Regions from separate parts of the Mus musculus genome. Here all the other regions are linked to region 1. Evidence: chromatin contacts called from public HiChIP or PLAC-seq and promoter capture Hi-C data. All regions are on one chromosome and are shown on one strand. The core of a region is the stretch at or near the end of the contact, and the rest is flanking DNA. Distances in the headings are between cores, read along the strand shown.

Region 1 (3,106 bases), core at 219-2,718:
CGGCAAAGCAAACCTTTGTCAACGTGAGGACTGTGACAAGGGGTCATGCCTAATCGCACACTTATAGATGTGGGAAAAAATGACCTGGCCAAAGAACAGAGCTCCACACAAACAGCCCCATGGGGCAGAAACCTTGGGGTCCTTCTTCCCCACCAAGACTGACAATATTACCTGGTGCCCATCAGCCATCCTCCCCCAACTGCCCAGATGGGGGCACCCTGGCCAAGGTCACCAGCAGACAGAAGGCCCAGCCAGGTCCCTAGCCCTTGCCTGCTCTGGCTCGGCAAACAAGCAGGCTCTAGCTTCCCCTTGGAGGGAGGGAGTGCTCCCTGCTATTCAACCGTCTCTGCTCTGTTCAGGTTCAAAGTCTGCTGAGGGCTCCGAGCTACAAGCAACAGGGTCTAAGCACGATGCTTTAGGGACCAAATTCTTGTCTGGGCTGGCCCAGGCCGGAAGCCCAGTTACCAACACTTCCCAGACCTCAGTTTGCCTCAATGGGCTTCATGGAGGCACCGATGAGCTAAACTAAGGACAGCCTGTGACAAACTATAGGGGGAAAGTATTCTAAAGCAGGCGAAGGCACCCAATGTGGCGCTCACACCTGTCATTCCAGCACTTGGAAGGCAGACAAAAAACGCCACACATGCCAGGTATAGTGGTGCACACCTTTGATCCCAGCCCTCGCGATGCAAAGATAGGTGGATCTATCTGTGAGGCTAGCCTGTTCTGCATTATTGAGTTCCAGGCCAGCCAAGGGTACACATTAAGCTTCTGTCTCATTTAACAACAAAACCGGCCGGGCGCGGTGGCGCACGCCTTTAATCCCAGCACTGGGGAGGCAGAGGCAGGCGGATTTCTGAGTCCGAGGCCAGCCTGGTCTACAAAGTGAGTCAGGGCTACACAGAGAAACCCTGTGTCGAAAAACCAAAACAAAAAACAAAAAAACAACAACAAACCCCACCAAAAACAAAACAAAATAAAACAGTTTAGCGGATAAAGACGCTGGCTGTCAAGCTTTCTGACCCGAGTTTGATCCCCAGAAACCAAGTAGAAGAAGGAAAGCCCGGACTCCCCCCAAGTTGTCTTCTGACCTCCACACACGCACACGTAAACAAAAGTAAATACATAAAAAATTAAGACAAGTGATGAGTCCTCCATTCGTGGGGTCACAGCTGGCCCCGCGGCTAGGACTCGAGGGAAACGGAGGCAGGGCATCACCACCGCGGAACCTCAAGCCCCCGTGGTGCGCCGGCCGGGCCGCGATGGAGGCCGCGGGCGGGTCCCGGGCGACAGCCGCGCGGCTGCCGACCCCGTCGCGGTCCCGTCCCGCCCGGCTTTACCTGGCTCTGGGACCGGCGCGACGGTCTGTCCTGCCCATGGCCCGGAACAGCTCGGGGGCCGGCGACGACAGGGCCCTTTGTCTCCCGGAGGCCGAGTGGCGGCGACCCGCGGGCGCCCCTTTAACCCTGAGCGGCCCGCCCAGGAGGGGGAACGCCTCCGAGCCACACGCGCCTGCCCATTGGTCAGCCCTGCAAGGTCCCGCCCCCGAATTTACCACGCCCCCACACGCGCGCCTGAAAAATCCCTCTTAAAGGGACCGTGCCAGGGTCGGGAGTTCCCAGAATTCGGTCCCGGAGCAACCTGGCGAGACGGCTCAACGGCGCTTGTCGCCAAGCCTGGGGAAATATAACGTGAAAGATGCCAGGGAACCGCCTCCCACCAGTTGCTCAAGGTACACACAGGATATCTAGTGAGTCCGAGACCATCCTGGCCTCGAAAACAAAAAATAAATAAATAAATAAAGAAAGAAAGAAAGAAAGAAAGAAAAGAAAAAAGAAAACGTTCAACCCACAGCGTTTCCAGAGAAAATCAACACAAGTCTGTTTTAAAACGCAGAGGATACCGAGCCATCCAAACACTTGCCTAAATTAAGAGAGAGTTCTAGAAGTGAGCAGAGGTAGAGGCCCACCGACCCACTGCACCCCTGCGTGACCTCCCAGGAGTCGCTGGGATTCTATGCAAAATATAAAGACAAGCGTGGTGTTTACAGGGTGTGGCTCAACTACAGGCGCTCCCAGTAAGTAGGAATGGCCGGGGTTTCCCCTCTCCCCAAAAATCACACAGACCCACCTCCCAGAATCCTTCACTTCCTTTTCTTCCTGCCTCCTCCTCACTTCCTTCTACTTTCCTGTCCGGGGTCCTCCTAGCCGGAGGACAAGAGCGAAACAGGACAGACCAGGATCCCAGGCTTCATTCCACCGAGTCTCACTAGCGCCTACAGTGGTGCAGACTGATCCAGAGAGAAACAGCTCGGAGTCAATCAAAAAACAGTTCTAACAGGGCTTGGTGAGAGGCAGAGAATAGGCGACAGCCGCCGGGAGTGCGGGGCTGAGACAAACCAACGCTCAGGAATGGCCACTGAGGGGCAGCGACCTAGCCCACTGGAGACCTGCAGGAAGGGTGTCCCGGATGGAGGAAACCGCAAGTCCAAAGGCACAGAGAAGCGCAGAGAGCAAGTGGAGGAAGAAGTTACGTGTTGGAAGGCTTTTAGGAAGCCTTATTGCATAGGACCCTGTGAACTTTGGGAAATCTTTGTTTTCAGGTGTGCTTGGGAGCACGTGTAATTTCAGGCCTTGGTAGGGAGTGGTAAGAGGACATCTGGAAAGCTATATATATATATATATATATATATATATACACATATATACATATACACGCAATATTTTATATTATATATTATATACATATATAGCTATATAGCAAGATTGTGCCTCAATATAATAAAATATTTATTACTTATAATTAATAAGTATTAAATAAATCATTAATTTATTAGATAAACTAATTAATTTACTAGATAAATTAATTAGTACACTAGGTTGGTCTTGAACTCACAGAGAGCCTCTTGTCTGCCTCCCAATTTGGGGGATTTATTTCCCGCACTATGATGCCTTGCCTGTGGAGGGTTTTGAGGAGAGATGCGATCTCTAGAGGGCTGTAGGACAAGAGGGAAGGCCAGGAGGCCAAGCGGAAGCCTACTGTAGTGGTCTGAGCAAGTCTTGATGACAGTGTACTGGCTGGTTTTGTGTATCAACTTGACACAGCT
Region 2 (3,207 bases), core at 10-2,509, 1.5 Mb before region 1:
GCCTCTGGGGCCGCCTCGGTGTCAGATCCCGACGAGGGCCGAGAAAATGTTCCATCCTACTAATTATAACGAGGCCACGCCGGGCAGGATCTAATTTGAGCTTGAAAAACACGCACGGCCCACACCGAATCTCGCGGTCTCCTCCTCCCCCAGTGCAGAGAACAAAAACAACGGTCGCTCGTTCTCTCCGCAAAACAAACACCAGCTCCAGCAAGAAGGAGGCAAGACACGGCCCAGGACTTGGCTTCTGGATGCAAACATCGCGCTCCCCGAGCTTCGGGTGCCGCGCGGAGCGCGTGGGAGCCGTGGGTGCTCCGCGCCCCGGCCGCGCCACCGCCTTCCTAGCGCTCGCCCCCATCTTCCTTCCTCGCCCGGAGCCCTCGCTCCAGGCTGCCCAAAGCGCTAAATTTAAACGGCTCGCGCTCTGCAAACTCCGCAGACTCGAGGGCGCCGAGGCCTGGGAGGCGGGGAGCTGCGGGCGGGTCGGGGCGTAGGATGTGTGTGTGTATGTGTGTGTGTGTGTGTTGGGGGGGGGGGACACCGGCGCCGCGCCGCCCCGGGAGGAGACGGCGGCCCGCTCCGCGCTGCACAATGGAGCTCGCGCTCTGCCCGCCGCCGCCGGCATCACGGCCCCGGCGCGCGGGAAGCCGCTTTCATGTGACTTGCACAAAAAAACGAAATGGCTTCTGGGGCCGGCTGCGAACCCCCCTCTCCCGAGAGCCGAGCTCCGAGCTCCGGGCTCCTGCCGCCGCCGCCGCCGCTCTCGCCGCCGCCGCGCCAGGTGGGTGACCGGCGCCAAGCACACCTGGGCAGCGGACGCAGCCCCCGCGGGGCGCAGGTGACCCCGGCCGCGCGCCCTCGCCAACTCCGGGCCCGGGGCCGCTGCGCCCCGCCGCTCTACGCGCTGGGTCCGGGCTTGCTGGCGGCCGCGACGCGGTGCAGCGAGCCGGGGCGAGCGAGAGAGCGAGCAGGCGCCTCGGCTTACCATTTGCGCACTTTCTCGATAGCCGCCATGACCCTCTTGATATCATCTTTGGCCCGGCTCCTGGTCTCGGCTCGAACCGACCTGCCCGACATGGTTCTGGCGGGGAGGGAGAGAGAGAGGAAAGAGAGAGAGAGAGGGAGGCTGGGGGAGCGCGCCCGCCGGGTCCTGCTCGCCACACTCGCCCGCTCTCTCACTCGCGCACAGACACACACTCACACACATACGCGCACACACAAAGCCTGGTGCCGCCGCGCGCCCGGGGCCCAGTGCGCAAGCGCCGGGGCGGCAGCTGCACAGAGCGAGGGGGAGCGGCGCGGCCGCCAGCAGTGCGGCCTCCGGGTGCCGCCGCCCTCCCCGGGGAGCCTCGGGGACCTCACTCTGGGAAAGCTCTCCCGGGTAACCCCGACCTCCCAGCACGCGGGACGGGCCCGCGCCAGGACTCACCCAGAGGCCGCAGGTGCGATGGGGGGCCCCTCCCCCCCCCAAGACACACACCCTGGGGATGGCAGACTGCAGGCCGTGGGTGCTCTGGCTCGGGTTGGTGGCCGCGGGCGCGATCGTGCAAGTTTCTTGTCGGGCGTTTGAGTTCTCAAGAGTTGGAGGCGGCGGTTCGGGACGCGAGGTGATCTTAGAAAGAGTTGAGGCGCCGGTCTCTGGCCAGCTGCCCTGTTAAAATGTGCGAGCTAGAACGTCTCCTCCCCATGCTTAAACTAGAGTCGTAGGAAAGGTGCCCGAACCCGGTGGCAATTGACATTGTCTCTGGGCTTTCTTTCCCTTAGAGATAAGTTGTCCCAGTCACGGATCAACCTCCCTGGGGTTTGACCGAAAATGACAATTTAATCTTAAACGGCTCCTGGTGGAAGTGCAGTGTAATGACCCGGAGCAGCAGGTAAACTAGACTGGCCCAACACAGAAGGACTTATGAGAGGCTGTCTCCCTACCCTAGGACAGAGCTGGGTGACAGGATCTACCGCGGTCACCCAGTATAGGGACAGGTGGGTGTGCAGTTGCGGCTACACAGACTGGACCAGAGCGAATGCTTGTCCACGTGAATGCTGGGAAAAGAGATGACCTGAAGTGAGAGAGCTGCTACCTGGAGAGGAACTAGCGCAACATCAGTCATTTCACAGATGGACAAACTGAGTCAAGGAGTTATTGAAGGTTGCAGCAGTGACCTTCATCTGTGACTGCCATGATTCTAGTACCAAGCATCTCCCCCTGAAGTCTGGGGGGGTTGCAGGGGTTTGGTAGAGGGAGCTAGTGGGGAAATGGGTGTGAGAATCTGGGGAAATTTCCCCCAGGCTTCTTTTAACCACTTTAAACGCACGGTCCTAAAGCGAAAATTTAAAAATAAGAACAACAATCAGATGTGGTAGCCCACTCCTTTAATTCCAGGCAGAAGCAGGTAGAGATCTGTGGTTCAAGACCAACCTGGTTTATGTAGGTAGTTCCAGGACTACATAGTGAGGCCCTGTCTTAAAACAAAACAAAACAAAAAAACAACCCAAACCAAAACAAACAAAAGCAAAAAACCAACAACAACAACAAAACAATGGAGCCAGGCAGTGGTGGTACACACCTTTAATCCCAGCACTTGGGAAGCAGAAGCAGGCCGATTCTATGTATTCAAGACTCAAAGCCAGTCTGGTCTACATAGTAGTGAGTTCTAGGACAGCCAGGGCCACAAAAAGAAAACCCTGTCTCAAAACAAAATAACACACCCCACAAATATGTCAAAGAATCGTTCTGTGATGGATTGAAAAATGTGCCATAAATCCGAAGTCTCATGCATTTGACCCTCTGTATTTGATCATCAGATATGTGCTTGGACCCCAGGGAATTCATTTTTGTTTAGTGCAGAAATTGTGTATGCTAGGCAAGTGCTACACCACAATTCCCACATAGAATATATGTGTATATATGTATGTGTGTGTGTGTATTTAAATAAGATATATCAAAAGTCCGAATATCTGGTCTGCAAGATGTCTTAGTAAATGTGTTTGCTGCCAAGCCTGCAGGCAAGAGTTCAGGTCTCAGAACTCACGCTGTGGAAAACAGAACCCGTGAAAGTTGTCCTTGGATCAGCACATGTTTACATACCACACGCACACTCACACACACATACACACACCCTAAATGAAATGTAAGAATACTAAAAATCCAAATCCCAATTGATGAACAGATGTCTTTTCAGTGGTATTATTATTCCTTGATAAAAGCAA
Region 3 (3,090 bases), core at 424-2,923, 1.7 Mb before region 1:
ACCTGACATTCAATCCACAGCCAAAGTCAGCTTGGTCTCCAGCATGTCCTGTAGTTTCTGGGTAATATAGCCCCGGCAACATCAGAGTCCCAGGCCTCTTGGGAGAGGGAACTGCACGACAGGGTAACAGGCAGTGGTGGGTCACAGAGCATGAGGAATGTGGGGAGCAGGGGGTGCTCATAACTGGGAACCAAGGGGGAAAAAGTCTTCACTAGAGTAGTTTGCCCAAGGTCTGCAGTAACAAATCAGCCTTACTTTCCTTCCTGTCATTTGTCACTGCCTGTTCTGCCTAATAGTTTTCTGACACACACGCACACCCCACACACAAGGCAGGGTCTTTGACATATGCTTACTACTTTACCAAATAAACCTCATGCCCAAAAAACCTCAGACCTGCAGTGTGGCTGTCGATGATGTTAACCTGACCGACCTGCCTCACCTCCCCAGTGCTGGGCTCACAAGCGGGGCTTTATATGGTGCTGGGTAAATGCACACTATCCAAGCACTACAACCGAGCTATACCTGATAGCTCTCCTTGCCCTCTTCCCCTGGAGGCTGGAGTCACAGCCAGAGCCAGAGCCACACCTAATATAGGGAACAGAGGTACAGGTGTAGCAGCCAAATCCCAGAATGCACATTACCATCTCTCTCCCATCCTTAAGTTTAAAAAAAAAAAAAAAAAAAGTGTCACTTCGACCCTGTTGTCCCTAGAGATGTCTAGAGCATCTCTCCTACTAACTCCAGTATTAGCCAAGCAGCTAAGGACATCCTAGTAGGCATGATAGACCAGATGTTGCTAAGGATGAAGTGATTGAGGAAAGGCCACAAGACCCTGGGATAGCTATGCAAGTGCATGAAGCAAGGGGACAAAAAGTGACAGGCAGAGAGAACATCCACGCTCTGAGCTGAAGTAGGAGCCACGCAGATAAATCTCAAGACGAGGAGCGCATATGGCGCCTAGAATGCTGTTCATCAAGAGGAACCTGGAATGCCCTCCCTGCAAGGCTCAGGAGCAACACCTGAGGGTACAGTTGAGGATTAAATGGGCGCCCATGGTTTTAATGTGATTCTTGTTTGGCTGAAAGACCTGGAGGGGCGAAGGGGACTGAAGCTACAAGAAAGCTCTTAAGCTGCAAGGCTTAGTTAGGGTCACAGCAGCCTCGCGGGGATGGTGTGACCACAGAGTTGTAACTACTCGGGGTTTGCAGGTTTGGTAAGTCCGCTGCCATCCGGCCACTCGATGAGGGGGGCTCTGGTTTGTCCCGTAACCCGGTGTCCCGCACCCCACACCCACCCAAAGTCCCGGAAAAGCCCACTTCCCTACCCCAATCACTGTCCCGCGGGACCGGGTCCTCTCTCCGCGCCCTCGCCCTCGGGGTGTCGGCAGCCTCGGGCTCTGGGGAAAGGGCCCAGGTAGCTCCATCCTTTCAACCCGAATCTAGAGGGCTGCGGTGGTCGGAGCCCACAGCGCGGTGTGTCCGGGCAACCGCCGAGCCCAGACGTGCGACAGAGGGGCGGGCAACAGAAAGCCCTCCAGCAGAGGCACCGGCAGAACGCGGTTCCTTCCCGGCAACGGGATCCAGGCGCCACAGGCCGCGCGACCTCACCACCCCATCCCCGCCCTCAAAGACCTACCTAAGTACCCCTGGGGACCGCGCACCGACACAAAAGCCGGGCAGTATCTCGCCGGGAGCGCGAGGAACCCCCCGCTGGGCGGGTCTTCAGGGGCAGGGTCCCAAAGAGAGGGCGGAGCTCCAAAATGGAGCAACCGCGAGGCTCTTCAGGGAGGAGGGGCGGGGCTTCGCGTTGGGGGCGGAGCCATGGACTCCGCCCCACCTTGCAGTCTATCCAGGACGCACTTGTGGCTCGTTGGCAACTGCAACGCTCTCTTTCCCACGCCCGTTGGGCTGCCAGCGCCGTGCCCCTTCCCCTAGTGGCCACACAAACTCTCAAGCTCCGGCTGCAGAGCAGCCTTTATTCTCCCTGCTAGTCAATCAAGCTAAGGAATGCTTCCTCCACCGAGCGGTACTGGTGCAGCTGGATCTGGACCTCCACCGACAGTGGCTCTGGCTGGTACCCGCTTTCCATGGTTGGAGGCACCGTTTTCGACCTATCTGAGAAGATATAAATGCGAGCAGATGAGTACTAAGGGACAAACGGCCTGCAGGTCTCCCCGACTCGGGACGTACTCCTCCTTCATCCGGGAATTCAAGCCCTGTTCTCCAACCTAGAGGAATTCCGAAAGAGATCCAGCCCTAGTATGTTAATTGCAATCAAGAATACATTGATTCAATAAGCCCCAACTGTGTGAGTTGCGAAAGAAATTAGCTGCTTTCAAGATGACTAACAGATGGAACCTGAGGAGGCCACCTCCTGTAGCCAGGCAGGACCCCCAGTGGAAGCATAAGGACACCAGCCCACCCACAAAACTTTTGACCCCAAATCTGTCCTTTCTAAAAGAAATGGAGGGACAAAGATGGAGCAGAGACTGAAGGAATGGCCAACAACCAGCCAACTTGAGACTCATCCCATGGGCAAGCACCAATCCCTGACACCATCCCCTGAGGAGCTCTACACAGCAGCTGACTGAGCAGATGCAGATACCCACAGCCAGATATTGGACGGAGGTCGACGACTCCTGGGGAAGAGTTGGAAGAAGGATTGAAGCTTCCGCAGAAGGATTGAGGCTTCCGCTGGGGATAGGAACCCCACAGGAAGGCCAACAGCCTCACCTAACCTGGACCCCTGGGAGCTCTGAGTCTGAGCCACCAACCAACGAGCATACAGTGCATCTCAGTCACCATGTAGGTCCCCCCAACAAATGTAGCAGAGGCTCTCCCCTAAAGCTGTAGCCTGACTGTGGTACCAGTCCCCCCACAAGGTTCCCCCTAATCCTGCAGAGATTTGATGTGCGGGGGGGGGGGGGGTAATGCGTTTGGGATGGAAAGAGAGAGAGAGGGAAAGAGAGAAGAAAATTAAAGAAATCGGCTGCTTTTTTTTTGCCGCCAACTTGAGCTGAGTTCAATCCCCAGGACCCCCTTGTCCCTCTGACTTCCACATGCAAGCCACAGCCCACGTGTACACATAAAC
Region 4 (3,119 bases), core at 175-2,674, 1.5 Mb before region 1:
GAAAACCCTCTAGCCAGATGTGGGCATGAGAGGCATATGTTTGTGATCACAGAATTTGGGAAGCGGAGGCAGGGCAGTCAGGAGGAGTTCAAGGCCAGCCAGCATCTGCTCAAAAGACCCTGGCTCAAAAAGGAAACAAACAAACAAAACAAAACAAAAACAAATTCCAACTTCCCAGGAAAATAAACTCCACAAGTCCACTGTGTGCAAAGGGTCCTGCCTCAGAATTTCCCTGTAAAGGAGATGTAAGAGAACCCAGGCTCCAGATGCATGGACAATCAGGAAAAGTAACTCACATTTAAGCAGCACCTAAAAACCCACTCGGCCTATCTCAACCCTTCCCTGAAGCAGCCCCCTAGAGGTCAACACTACTGTCACCCCCCACCCCGCCCCCCTTTATAGACAAGGAAACAGGCTCCAAGGCGTTACACAATCATTAAGATAGTGCAGCCAGCGCCCTAGCCACCCTGGACAGGTGATCTTAACCGTTGGGTGTTGCTGTAAACACACAAAGCAATAGAAGGAAGGGGTCCACAGAGCCAAAAGAAAAGGAGGAAAACAACAACACACAGCCTGTAGCTACACCTAACTCTTGTCTAAAACCGGTGACCACGGGCATTGGAGGAGGGGAGGGCCTGGATGGGGAACACGAAGCCGGAAGAACCCAGGAACGACCGGCTGACAGGGCTACAAGGCCGGAACCCTGGCGCCTCTCTCCATGGTGGAGACCCCAGACTCACAAATCGTCCTAGAAGGAATTTCCAAAGGGACAGTGTGAAGCCAAAGGTCCAAGCTGGGTTTTTGTTCAAGAGAGACCGGGGTGAAGATGGGGCTCGGCCAGGTCTGGGAGTCGGGTGGGGGCGTCACCGGGTCCCCTACCTGTAGGCCAGGGTCATGCACTCGAAGAGCTTGGTGAGCGACGCATCGATGGACAAGTGGCAGGAGCTGGTCTTGCCGAAGCTATAGGTCTGGCACGTCTGCTTGTTGACCGTGTCGAAATCATAGCCCTTCTTGGGCGGGTGCTCGCGGTGCGGAGAGGACACCATGAAGTGGCCGCTGTGGATGATCTGCTGTCGGCGCGGAGGCTCCTCGCGGCCCGGGCCGGCCCGAGGCGGCAGCGGCGCGGCGCTCGCGTGGGCCCGGGCTGAAGTGGCCACGCCGGAGGGGGGCGGCGGAGACGGCTCGTCTGTGTCCGAGTCGTCGTCGTCCTCGGGCACCTGAGGCTTGAGCAGCACCGAACGGCCCCGACTGCGGGGCCGGCGCGGCGAACACATGAAAACGTCGGCAGCCATGAGGAGAACCTGGTCCGGGGCATCCCCCGGGAGCCGGGGCGACGTAAAGCGGAGAAGCACGGGGAACGGAGGGGGCCGCCGGCCCGACCCGGCCCGGCCCTCGCGCAGACTGCCCGGGAACGCGCGGCCTGAGGGGGAGGGCGCGGGCCTCCTCGTAACGTCACTGTCGTCTTGGCCAATCGGATGCTCGCCTCTGCCTCTTAAAGGTGCAGGAGGAAGCTTTTCTTCTCCGGGCGGACAAAAAAAAAAAAAAGCCGGAGGCCACGCCTCCACGCCCGGCCCCTGGCTGTCCTCTTTCCCCTCCGGCTGGCCCTGGAGTAGAGAGACGAGAAAGCCAGGCCGCGCCTCTCGGGGAGCCTGGGCTCAGGGCGGCATTGGCTGTCTGTTCAACTAGTCTGGCTCCAGCCCCTGCCCCGCCTCCGCCACGCCCGGAGCTTGGGAATAGCCCTGCGGCCTCACTGCGGGCAAGGAGGGCACTCCACGTGGTGGGTAGGGGTGGAGCTCCTTCCCCCACATTAGGCCAGCTTTCTCCCTCCATACCCGGAACTGAGTCCTCAAAAGCCTTCCTGATTTTGTCTACCGTCCCCATTTTGTTGATGAGAAGATTGAGTTACCTACACTCTAAGGGGTGTGCCTAAGGTTCCAACAAGACCCAAGAGCAAGGCTCACAGAATCATCACATCCTTAGGGGCAGAAACTGACTCTCCCGGGTTAAGGCATGGCTCCTGGGCATCACCGCTCTTAAACAGTAGTAGAGTTCTGCAGGAGCCTAGCTGTCTGCCTCCAGACCCAACAACTTCAGCCACAAATCAAAATACTGTCGCTATTGTTTGGAAGTTTGGCCCAGAAGCCAAATTCCAAAGGGGAAGTTTGGAGCCTAGTTGTCTTTACTGCAATTCCTAGGTCTCAGAAAGTTGTGTCAACCTAAAAATAGCAATGAGCCAGTCATGGTAACACATGCGCGTGCCTGCAATCCTAACAGGAGGGGAGCAGAGGTGGGAGGATCAGAAGTTCCCCAAATTCTAGGTTAGTTTGAACTGCATGATACCCTGTCTCAAAGACACTTTTATTTTATTTTATATTTTAGGAAATCCAGTGAGATGGTTCAGTAGGTAAATAAAAGCACTTGCTGTTAAGTCTGACCTTCATTCCAACCCGTGGGACCCACAAGATAGAAGACTCCCAACAACTTAATCTCTGACCACCCCAACCCCACTGTGGCATCTGCGCTTCTCACGATAAATAAAGGTAAAAATAAATAAATAAAAGATTTTGTTTGGAGACAGAATCTCTACATGTAGTCCTTATGTAGACAAGGCTGGCCTTGTAACCACCACGAGAGATTATAAGAGGGGAAAAGATCAGGGTGTCTTCTGTATATGACAAGGAAGCTACACCTGTGAAATCTCCATGGTCTAAACAAGAACTACAAAATTGCAGCACCAGTTGACATCCCAAGATGGATGGGGGAAATCTCACAAGACCCCCTCTTAAATGGAGTTCAGGCAACTAATGATGCGGGGGGGAGAGAGAGAAAGAGTTATTCTCCAGGGAGAAGATGGGTTTTCCAACCCCACATAGTCACCTTTTCTAAACACATCCTATCAATACTAAAAGGACTCAGCAGGCTATATTTATACATGTGTGTGTGCCTGCATGTTTAAAAATAATAATTAAAGAAGAGGTCACATTTCAAAGGGAGTGAGAAAAAGACAAGGGAGGAGTTGGGTGGGGGTTGGGGAGTGGAAATGGTGTAAATACAGTACTCATGTATGTAATTATATTTAAAAGTGATGGAGAAAAAAAACACCTGAAAATATAATGGGG
Region 5 (3,309 bases), core at 218-2,717, 1.1 Mb before region 1:
TTCCTCCCCGTATCTGTCTGAACCAGTGCTCTTGACATTGGGACAAGATAAAAACAGCAGTCACCTAAACTCATAATTTCTTGAATCTGGGTTTCTCCAGGGTGCAAAATGACCTGCTTTAGCTTGTACGCCAAGCTAGCGTCACCTGGGAGGTCTCTCAGAACATCCTTGTGATGCTGTCATTAGGCCCTTGCAAGAAAGGAAGAGGCCCGGAGGGAAACAAAGTTTAGGGCCAGCATTTCTCTCAACTTAAAGGAATTCCAGGACCACTGAGGGTCAGTCAATTCTGGAAGCAGTCACAAGCACTACTTAAAAGACGGAGGAACATTGGGGATCTGCTACTCCAGGAATATTCACAAAGGCTGCCCCCCTTCTCCGCTGAGAAACAATATGGATCAATCAAGGTTGCTGTACCCCAGAAAGCCACAAACAACCACCACTTTTCTCTTAAACTGCCACACGAGAGAGGCTTACCTTTTGCCTGCCTGCATTAGAGACGCTGAATCCGATTCTCTATTCCCTCCTGTGTATCGATTTATCTCTTCTCAGCGAGTGTAGAGACTTTTTTTCCTTTCTCTTTAAAAGCCCAACTTCTATTTCAGGGCTGTACTACCGAGGCTATCCGAATGAATGAACCAAAGGCTTTCTTCCGGTCAGCTGCAGTCTGAAAAGGCTGTGGACTGGCTGTATTTCCTGTACCTGTGCGTGTGTCTCCATATTATTATTTCAGCCCCGGGAGTTTAAAAGTTATGCAGTCTGTACAGATACAGTGCTGAGGTAATTTCTTTCTGAGCCCCTCAGATGCCTCCTCCATATGGCAGGTTCGCAAATGGATAAGGGTCTGGACAGGCTGGCCCCTCCCCCCAGGCATGCAGTAGAAAAGCAAAACAGAAAAAGAAATCACACATACAAAATACTTTGAATTTAGGTCGCCAGCATAGGTAATGAGGAAAGGTGGGTGAAGGAAGAGAGGGACAGCCCTGCGTAACCCAAGCAAGAGGGGGCAGGGGCAGAGGTGGGGGGTCGTTTTGGGGGGTGCCAGGCCCCGGGGGCTTTCACGCCAGCAGGCTTGGCTAGCATTTCCGCGCCTCCCGCTGAGGCCATCCGTGCAAATCTGCACCTCCCTCCCCACCCCCTCCTCTCTTTCCCTCCCTCCCTGCCCCGCCATCTCTGGGATGCGCCCGCCGCCTGCAACTCAGCCCTCCAAAAGTCAGCTCCCGGGCGGCGGCGGCGCCTGCGTGCAGAGGCGCACTCGTGACCCAACAACAAAACAGCGATGCCAAGGCGCTAACAGCGCCCGGTGCGTCCCAGGCTCCCTTCTGGCCCCACACCTCCTACGGCTGCGGTCCCCGACACCCCCAACCCGAGCCCCCCCTTTCCCCAACTAGCCTAGCCGCAAGCTCCGAGCGCGATCGGCAACAATGTTTACGTTCCGGGGATTATGACGTCGACGCCTCCCCCCCCACAACTGCTGAAAATGGTTTCCTAGGACTTTGCAAACGGATCTGCTTAAGTGTTGGTGCAAAACTTTGTAGATATCGGCTCTGGCTTGCTCTATTTATTTATTTTTTTGCTTTCTTTTCTTTGGTCTTCCCTCCTTTCCCCCTCCGCCAAAATGCAGGGGGCAGGAGTGTTGACAATTAATTGGTGAACTCTCCTAAAAAAATGGAGGCAGAGAAAGACTCTGGAAGAAGATTGGTGTGTAGCTTTTTTTTTCTCCCCCAAATCTGTATCTGGTATATGATCGATTTATCTATCTATTTATTTTTTTGGTTGTTTCTTGCTGCCTTTTCTTTCCTTTTCTGTATTTTGCAAGAGGACCGGAAAAAAATAATAAATTGCATGCAAAAGGAAGCAAGCAGCTTACTCCTCCAGTCTCTTGTGAGGCTCAGGGTCTCAGACACTTAAGTGGGGAGGAGGCAACGCCGAAAGGCGTGGAAGGGACTGAGCGGGCTCGGGGTTCGCCTGGGATCTGGGGGGCTGCGGGGCTCGGTGCTGAGCGGCGGAGGGAGGAGGAAGAAGGATGCGGGGAGTGGTGGGGGAGTCTCCTTAGGAAGTGAGTGTGCGCGCGCGCTCGTGGGGAGATGAGGCAGCTGCTGGTGCGTTTTGGGGTCTCTGATAGAAGCTTTGTGGTGGGCTGGCTGCCTCTCTCCCCCCACATTCTTAACCTCCTCCCCTCCCCTCCTCTTCTTGCACTAGCGGTCGGTCGGCGGGGGCCGTTAGGGTCTCAACCCTTCCGTTTCAGCTTTCCAGCTTTTCTGTAGCTCGGGAGCAGCTCCAGCCTTAGTAATGCCGCCGGCCCTGGGTTCCGGCTTCCCGGGTTGGCCGCCGTGGCCGCCAGGGCTGCTGTTACCGCGGAGCCGGTTGCTGCAGCGGCTTCTCTCGGGGCCTACATCTGCCCCGCCAGCTCATACCCGGAGCCCCCTTCAGGGGTTACATAACCAGGCTCCCAGTCGAGTGGGCAAAGCTTAGCACATCACTTGGCGTGGGGGCAGAGGAAAGCCCCCAAATACCATTTCCATAGCTTCCAAAGATGCAAGAAGGGATTGCTTCGTTTAAGGGCAGTCGGGCCTTGGGGGTGTGAGCCCCTTTTTCTGCTTTCCAGCATCTTTGGCATTTGCGCAAAGTTGCTCAGATTGCAATGCTGGGGTGCAGTGGGCGCGCGACTCTTGCACCTGTTCTTGGTGGGCCCAGGGTGAGAGGAGACCCCCCCAAGTCCTCTCAGTAATGTCCGGGGTTCTCTGGTTGGGTCCCCGCAGCGTGCGATTGACCGCCAGAGATACGACGAGAACGAAGACTTGTCGGACGTGGAGGAAATTGTCAGCGTCCGTGGCTTCAGCCTGGAGGAGAAGCTACGTAGCCAGTTATACCAGGGGGACTTCGTGCATGCTATGGAAGGCAAAGGTGAGGCACCCCCCTCTCCTGGCTTCACTCTGCAGAGGGCCAGCGCGCACGTGGGGAGGGAGCTGCCTGTGGCTGGGTTCGTATTTCGCGCCCGCGTCCCCCATTCCAGGGGATCCGGTGACGAAACGAGACTGAGCACCGGGGGTGGGGGTGGGGGTGGTAAGGGAGGAGGGCAGGCAGGAAGAGGGCTGGGCCTGGCGTGGGCCTAGGCCCTAACTGTACCCATCATTAGTACCAGGGTGGTCACTGCCAAGGGACTATTGGACTAAGAGGGACCCAGGGAGGGCGTGAGCGCAGCATCTTCACTCTCCCAAGCCAGTTGCGCTCTCTGTGCTGCCAGAGGTGCAGTGTCTGGCAGGAGCCCTTCCAGACATCCCTGGGACCATTGGCTTGACGGCCTTAGGT
Region 6 (2,959 bases), core at 364-2,863, 1.2 Mb before region 1:
GTGGCAGAGCTGGGAAGGGTAATTTATATCACACCTCCTGGCCTTTCCTCTCTGGCCTAGTGCACTGTGGGCTTCTAAAGCATCCGGGCTCACAACTGTGTTGATCCACTTGTTTGCAGGCGACAGGGAGAGACCCAGACAACACTCCCTTCCCAAGAAAACCAAGGGTGCCAACCACTCCCTTCCTCAAGGCCAAAGGCTTAGCTAATTCACGGGGGGGGGGGGGGGGGGGGGGGAGGCGGCCGTGATGGTGAAGGGGGGGGGCGGCAGACCCCACTGATGTAGGTTGATGTCATCGAAAGATAATAACAGCTCCAGGCAAACTCCAAGACAGGCAAGCCTGAAGGTATTCCTAGAGTTAAGGTCTGGTGCCTAACCTGCAGCCTCCAGGGGCGCCTCCTGCAGAGGCTTCGTACCACCTTCTTGGGACTTGAGGGGAGGAAAATATGCCTACCTCTTCATCAAGCAAGAGCCCTTTCAAGGGGAACATGTCCCACCCTCCTCCCCCACACCCAGTGACTCAGAGGCAAGTTTCTAGAGAAGAAAATGAGGGTGGGGAGTGGCACTCAACCCCTAGGCTGAGGCTCTTGGAAAATGCGGTGGGGTGGGGAGTGTAAAAGGGAGTAAGAGTTAGTGGAGTATGGGGAGGTGGAACGTATTGGGAAATCCCCTCCAATATTTGATAAAGTCTTGTTAATACCTTCCGGCCTTAGGTGTGCGAGAAGGCGCGGCCACAATGTAGCTCATCTTCATCTCCTGACACCTGTCCTCAGTGGGCTGGACCTTTTGCATCCTTCTTGTCCCCCTGATTACATGCAGGGCAGACTTCTTACATAGCAACTTCATGAAAGCAACATTCTTTGTAACCCTAACCTCTTTGCCGCGACAAGGTGCCCGTCTAAAAACACCTGCGCGTGGGTATCTCTATCTCTGGTCGTCCACCTCGCCCTCACAGCTCAGCAGCCTCTGGCTCCCCTCCGGCGCCTAGGACAGCTTTCCCCAGCTCTTCCCCTCACCCCAGGCACGCCCAGCCCGCTCCCAACTGTGGGCCCCGTCGGGGCTGCGGGCGGGAGCGGCCGAAGCAGGAAGAGGGGAGGAGGGCAGGGAGGCCCGAGCTCACCATGGCGAAGCCGGAGAGCAGAGCCGAGGTCCGGCTGGAAGCTTTGAGCTTGGCGCGGCTTAAGTAGAGCTTGCGCCAGGACAGCGCCTGCATCGAGTGCTCGTTGAGGCTCATCACCTCGGAGTAACTCTGGCCGATCCAGTCCGGGTAGCTGACGGCGGGTGGCGGCGGCGGCAGCGGTGGGGCCCCCGAGGGCTCCCCGTCCCCGCTGCGGCGGCGGCTCCGGCGGCTGCCGCTAGTGCTGCTGCCGCCGCTCACGGGAAGCTCCGGATTGCTGTGACTCGGGGGCGGGGCAGGCTCCGGATGCATGGAGTACGCTGCGAAGGCGCGGCTGGCGGCGAGCGCCTGAGAAGGCTGCGGCCCCGGGGCCGGGCCGGGCCGCGCCGCACCTCCGCCGGCCTCCCACTCGAGCCGGTCTCCCGCAGCCGGACGCACCGGATCCGAAGGCCGAGGCACTGGCTGCAGAACCGCTCCGCAAGTTCCAAGCGGCCGCGACCGGAGCCTGCGTGCCGACCGGCGTCCGGTCCCAAGCCGGCACCTCCGCGAGCTCCACGATTGGCCGGCGACCCGAGGTTATTTGCATACGCCACACCCACGAACACACCCCGCCCACAAGGCGGTGGGCGGTGTCCGTGCGAGTGACGTACCCCGCACCGCCTCCGACGGCTCCGCCCCCAGCCCCTGGCTCGCCTTCCTGGAAGCGCCCCACGCTGTCAGGCCTCGCTTCTCTTTGCAGCTGCTCCTGTGGCTTTGCTCCCGGAGCTCTTGACTTAGGCCATCCGAGGTCACCTCTGGGCGCCTCCTGAGGCCTATTTCCTCCTTGGAACAAGGTGGCAAAAGGTCTGTTGGAAAAAAGAGCAAGCGGAGGGCTACTAGAGTTCAGTGAGCGGTTATTGAGCGTCTATTGGGTGCCAACACGGTCCCAGGCACCGAGGGCAGGGTGTAGGCTTGTGATTGAGACGGACAAAGTCGATCCCGAAGATGTTATGCGTGCCTGGAGTCCCAGCATAGAGGAGACTGGAAAACAATGAGTTTGAAGGAGGAGTGAGCCCTTGCCTCGAAACACAAGAGGGACAAAATTCCCTGCACCCTTGCAGCCAACACTCTTGTAGAAAAGACACACAAACATCGAGTCAATTATAGTTCAGGAGACTGTAAATGTGTACAGAAAAAAAAAAGATAAAAAAAGGTGGATAGTAACAGGGTTTTTATTTTAATTTTAGAATGCTAGCCCCCGTTTGTATTTATTTATTTTTGAGACTACATAGCTCTGCCTGGTTTGAAACTTGTTATATAGACCAGGCTGGCTTCGAACTCACAAAGAGCCATCTGCCCAAGCCTCTGGACTACTGCCATTAGCATGTGCCTGCCATTAGCCTGTGCCTGCCATTCCCAGACCCCTCCGTAGCGTTTTCTATTCTGCAGGAGGCAGACTAAAAAGGTTCACACCTTGGGAGTCTCATCTGAGCTGAGACCTGGGCCAGCAAGATAGGCGCCAGGACCTAAGGGAAGAGGAAAATAGGGAGGTTCAGGGTGGGGCTCAGGAGATACCGGTAAGGTAGGGAGGGCACTGGGCTAAGGAACTTTAGGACACGTTAAGAGCAGTCTCACCGCTTTAACCCCCAGCCTTCAGAATGTTTCTTGGCACATACTCCACATTGAAGAAATGCTTGTTGACTGAATACATGTGGGAAAAACAAGAACAAATGATAAATTTAGATCCCAGTCAAATAAATCCTAAGCATGTGGTGTGGCACTCCAGGTCTAACAGTGTGAGAGTTAAACTCTTGTACAACCGCTAGAGGGCAGCCCTTCACTCAACCACATGGCACAAAAGAG
Region 7 (3,256 bases), core at 550-3,049, 1.3 Mb after region 1:
TCCTGGGCCTGCATCACGTGCTTCCTGTTCTGGAGCACCACACCCACAACCCATAGGTGACTCCGAGATCTGCCCCTCACCCGGACATCAGGTCTGCAAGAAGCTTAGGGAACGAGCCAGACTGTATGAGAAATATTCACTTGCAAGAACTAGGAACTCAGACTTTCGGAATTTTTTTTTTCTCCTTTTTTGGGTGGGACATCAAAGATGGACCCCAGCGACTTATATATGCTAGGCAAGCACTCTACCACTGGGCTATAATCCCAGTGATTTTTAGTTGTTTGTTGAGTCAGGCTAGCCTGGGAATTCATGAGGTAGCCCAGGCTGCCCTTGAGCTAGTGACCATCCTCTTGCTTCTAGTTTGGAAGTGTCGGGATTATAAATTTGAAGCACGACCCCCTTCTACCCTATTCCTACTTTTTGTTTTGTTTTGTTTTTCGAGACAGGGTTTCTCTGTGTAGCCCAGGCTGTCCTGGAACTCACTCCGTAGAGCAGACTGGCCTTGAACTCAGAAATCCGCCTGCCTCTGCTTCCCGAGTGCTGGGATTAAAGGCGTGTGCCACCACTGGCAGGGTCTCCTCTATCTGCTAGGCTGACCTTGAGCACATATTTCTTTTGCCTCAGCCTCTTGGGTGGCTGAGATGTCAGATGTGCACCAGCCCCTGGGTCCCAGCCTTAAAAGCACACATCTGAGGTGGACTTGGTTGTGATCAAAGACGGTATATCACACCTCACAACCTGCTGTGGTATCCTTCCATGGGGAAACTGAGGCACTGGGAAGCAACCTCACTCTCGGTTTTCACTGTCAGCTCAAGTGCCACACCACATTGCCCTCTCTGAGTGTTCACCAGGCTGTCCCCAGAGTCATGTGGCAAGGGAGAAAACCAGAAAGCCAACCGTCCTTGGATGGAGAAATCGAGGCCAGGAGGGAAGTGAGTTGCTCAAAGGCGCCTAAACTGGGACCAGCCGAATCGGCGGGTGGGGCTGCAATATGAATAACCCACTTCCTCCAGCCAGGGGGAAAGAGCTTTATTTTTCTGTCCAAGCAGAAAACTGGCTCCGAGTCTTAGGCAGGCTGCCCCAAGTGTTTTGTGCATTTTATTTTCTGCAAGCAGGGAGCCAAAGGCCATCTGAGCTTTATTTGAGGGGGTGTGATTCTTTACACAAGCATTTCTAAATCGCCACCCCCGGGGGGGGGGGGGAAGAGGGCAAAGGACAAGATAGGACCCCAGAGGAAGAAGGGAATACAGCCACTTCCTCACCTGTTGACAGAAAACGAGTCTCTCCCCTCCGCTTTCTAGCTACTCCACTTGGCACGGGCGTGGAGTGGAAAAACACAGAACCCTTCAGTTCCCTCTCTGCATTTTCTGGGTGGGCAGCCTGAGGGGAGGGGGGGCTGGGCTTATGGCCTCTGGGTCCGCATCTGTGAAATGGACTCTAGCGCTGACCCAAGGGACAGCCAGACACCGCGTCCTCAAGTCACCTCCACTCCAGTTTCTTCTACTCATTTCCAAATAAGCTCGCATGAAGCGCCTCCGGCAATGCGGACACCTGTGTGCTGCGGCGTTGGTGAAGTGGGCAGACTTGACGGCGAGGGATGGGGTTGGGAATCGGGAAGCACTTTCTGATTTTGGGGTCCCAGCTGAAAGCGGATTTGAGAAGCTGAAGTTGGAGCGACGAGTGCACAGGCTGCGAAGCTCCTCTTACCTCGGGCGGGGCCTGGATCCGCGACCTCGGAGTCTTCCTCTAGCCGGATGGCCAGCGCCACAACCTTCCGCCCCTAGAGTCCTGGCCCGGAGCAGCCTGGCCACGCCCCCACAACCTCCACTCCGCCTACTTGCCAGTCGGGCCACGCCCGAGCCTCTCTGTCCCCGCCCAAGACACGCCCTTTAAGGCTCGCCCCGCCCCAGCTCTTAAAGACACAGCCTCCCAGCCGAGGGTGGGGGTTGTGAGCTGTTCCCTGTTGTCTTCCCCATTCTCCACCTGCTTTCTGTCCCCAGCCTGTCACTTCTGCTTTCAGGTAGATGCTATATTGAAAGCACGTGGGTTATAGACTTCAGGAGGCCCGAGAGAAGTCTAAGGGGAGCGGGGGGGGGGGGGGGAGTTGGGGGAAGCTTAGAGTTTCTGTTACTGAGGGTGGTATGGAAGGGTGAGAGCTATAGTAAAGTAAGGGGAAACGTGGCATGGTGGTGGTGTATGCCCATAGTTCTGGCCTTTCAGAGGCAGAGGCAGGAGGATTGTGATATTAAGGCCAGTCTGAGCATCCCAGCAAGACATTTTCTCAGTATGACGGTAATAAAGGTGATGGTGATAATGATGGTGGTGGTGATGATTTAAACGGTCTCCTGCTGCCTGCAAGCAGTCTGGTTGTAGAGCCTGAAATGCCTGGATCTGACATTTGTCAGCATTCCCCTCTCCAGCACACACTAAGCCACCGAGCTGCACCCCAACCTAGAAGACTACAGCAAACATCAAGATGGGCAGTGGTATAGCCCTGCAACCTCAGCTTTTCTCAGGAGGCTGGGGGGATTAAAAACAAATTCAAAAAGCCTGACCAGGTTCCAGTTCAAGGGCAGCATCTGCATTTAGTAAGGCCGTTTCCCAGAATGCAAAGTGAAAAGGGGGGCTTAGGTGCGGTGGGAAATTCAGTGGCAGGGTGCTTGCTGAGTGTTCTCAGAGCCTTAGGATTAGTCCCCAGACCATGATTAATTAAAGAGCACGCCCAGCGGGGCTGCTGAGATGGCACAGTGGGTAATGATGTGGGCACTGATGCTAAGCCCCACGACCTGAGCTTGATCCCTAGAACCCAACAGTGACGAAGATCTTACTCCTGGAGGTTGTCCTCTGGTTTCCACATGTGTACCATGGTATGTGCACACACAGACACAGACACACACACACACACGCACACACACACACATGCATGTACACACAGACACACACATGCACACACACACATGTGTGCACACAGACACACGCACATATGCACGCCTGCACACACGTTCATGAACACACACGTGCTCGCATGTACGTGTACACACACACACAGTGTAAAGTATTAAACTGTGTTAAACTGTATCAGTAGTACTTCATCTGTCATGGTAAGAGTTGAACAGGTGGGAGGAAGAGGAAACTTCAGTCAGGATGTAAAGTAAAGAAAATGAAATCAAAATAGAGTTGAGTGGTAGAACTGCCAGAACCCCAGTTGCCGGCACCACTATGCTTTTCTGTGTCTTTGTTTGCTTGCTTTGAGATG

What was found. Promoter capture Hi-C pulls out the DNA fragments that hold promoters and counts their contacts. HiChIP or PLAC-seq counts read pairs in DNA pulled down with a chosen protein or histone mark. Capture Hi-C pulls out chosen DNA fragments and counts their contacts.
Region 2: a promoter capture Hi-C map of liver shows a contact between it and region 1, with 2.5 times the contacts expected there. The contact joins the promoter of Bcl7a here to the promoter of Pheta1 in region 1. A contact is called at or near these places in 2 of 9 other capture datasets (liver and pancreatic islet).
Region 3: a contact with region 1 is called in a promoter capture Hi-C map of pre-B cells, with 4 times the contacts expected there. The contact joins the promoter of B3gnt4 here to the promoter of Pheta1 in region 1.
Region 4: a contact with region 1 is called in a promoter capture Hi-C map of pre-B cells, with 4 times the contacts expected there. The contact joins the promoter of Mlxip here to the promoter of Pheta1 in region 1. A contact is called at or near these places in 1 of 39 promoter capture datasets (pre-B cells), 2 of 115 datasets of contacts at active chromatin or transcription factors (astrocytes and pancreatic cancer cells) and 1 of 9 other capture datasets (liver).
Region 5: a promoter capture Hi-C map of liver shows a contact between it and region 1, with 2.8 times the contacts expected there. The contact joins the promoter of Kdm2b here to the promoter of Pheta1 in region 1.
Region 6: a contact with region 1 is called in a FOXA1 HiChIP or PLAC-seq map of pancreatic cancer cells. The contact joins the promoter of Orai1 here to the promoter of Pheta1 in region 1.
Region 7: a contact with region 1 is called in an H3K27ac HiChIP or PLAC-seq map of extraembryonic endoderm stem cells, with 8 times the contacts expected there. The contact joins the promoter of Slc8b1 here to the promoter of Pheta1 in region 1. A contact is called at or near these places in 2 of 484 Hi-C or Micro-C datasets (CD4 T cells and myocytes) and 1 of 115 datasets of contacts at active chromatin or transcription factors (extraembryonic endoderm stem cells).

What each region holds. Positions count from the first base shown.
Region 1 is chr5:121,847,359-121,850,464 of GRCm38.p6, reverse strand. It overlaps Pheta1 (PH domain containing endocytic trafficking adaptor 1), which reads right to left and starts at 1,468. Exons shown (of 4, transcript NM_175474.4): 1 at 1,341-1,468.
Region 2 is chr5:123,342,500-123,345,706 of GRCm38.p6, reverse strand. It overlaps Bcl7a (B cell CLL/lymphoma 7A), which reads right to left and starts at 1,259. Exons shown (of 6, transcript NM_029850.3): 1 at 986-1,259. The coding sequence starts at 1,077. It overlaps Gm15860 (predicted gene 15860), which reads left to right and starts at 565. Exons shown (of 2, transcript NR_165267.1): 1 at 565-781.
Region 3 is chr5:123,507,065-123,510,154 of GRCm38.p6, reverse strand. It overlaps B3gnt4 (UDP-GlcNAc:betaGal beta-1,3-N-acetylglucosaminyltransferase 4), which reads right to left and starts at 1,673. Exons shown (of 2, transcript NM_001382854.1): 1 at 1,636-1,673. Lrrc43 (leucine rich repeat containing 43) reads right to left here. Exons shown (of 12, transcript NM_001033461.3): 12 at 1,950-2,114. The coding sequence ends at 1,987.
Region 4 is chr5:123,393,103-123,396,221 of GRCm38.p6, reverse strand. Mlxip (MLX interacting protein) reads right to left here and starts at 1,424. Exons shown (of 17, transcript NM_133917.3): 1 at 880-1,424. The coding sequence starts at 1,292.
Region 5 is chr5:122,987,257-122,990,565 of GRCm38.p6, reverse strand. Kdm2b (lysine (K)-specific demethylase 2B) reads left to right here and starts at 1,467. Exons shown (of 23, transcript NM_001003953.2): 1 at 1,467-1,698; 2 at 2,760-2,904. The coding sequence starts at 1,666. It overlaps A930024E05Rik (RIKEN cDNA A930024E05 gene), which reads right to left and starts at 1,212. Exons shown (of 3, transcript NR_045820.1): 1 at 475-1,212.
Region 6 is chr5:123,013,728-123,016,686 of GRCm38.p6, reverse strand. It overlaps Orai1 (ORAI calcium release-activated calcium modulator 1), which reads right to left and starts at 1,613. Exons shown (of 2, transcript NM_175423.3): 1 at 1,121-1,613. The coding sequence starts at 1,429. Gm2479 (a long non-coding RNA gene) reads left to right here and starts at 1,660. Exons shown (of 3, transcript XR_387710.4): 1 at 1,660-1,960.
Region 7 is chr5:120,509,735-120,512,990 of GRCm38.p6, reverse strand. Slc8b1 (solute carrier family 8 (sodium/lithium/calcium exchanger), member B1) reads right to left here and starts at 1,799. Exons shown (of 16, transcript NM_133221.2): 1 at 1,708-1,799.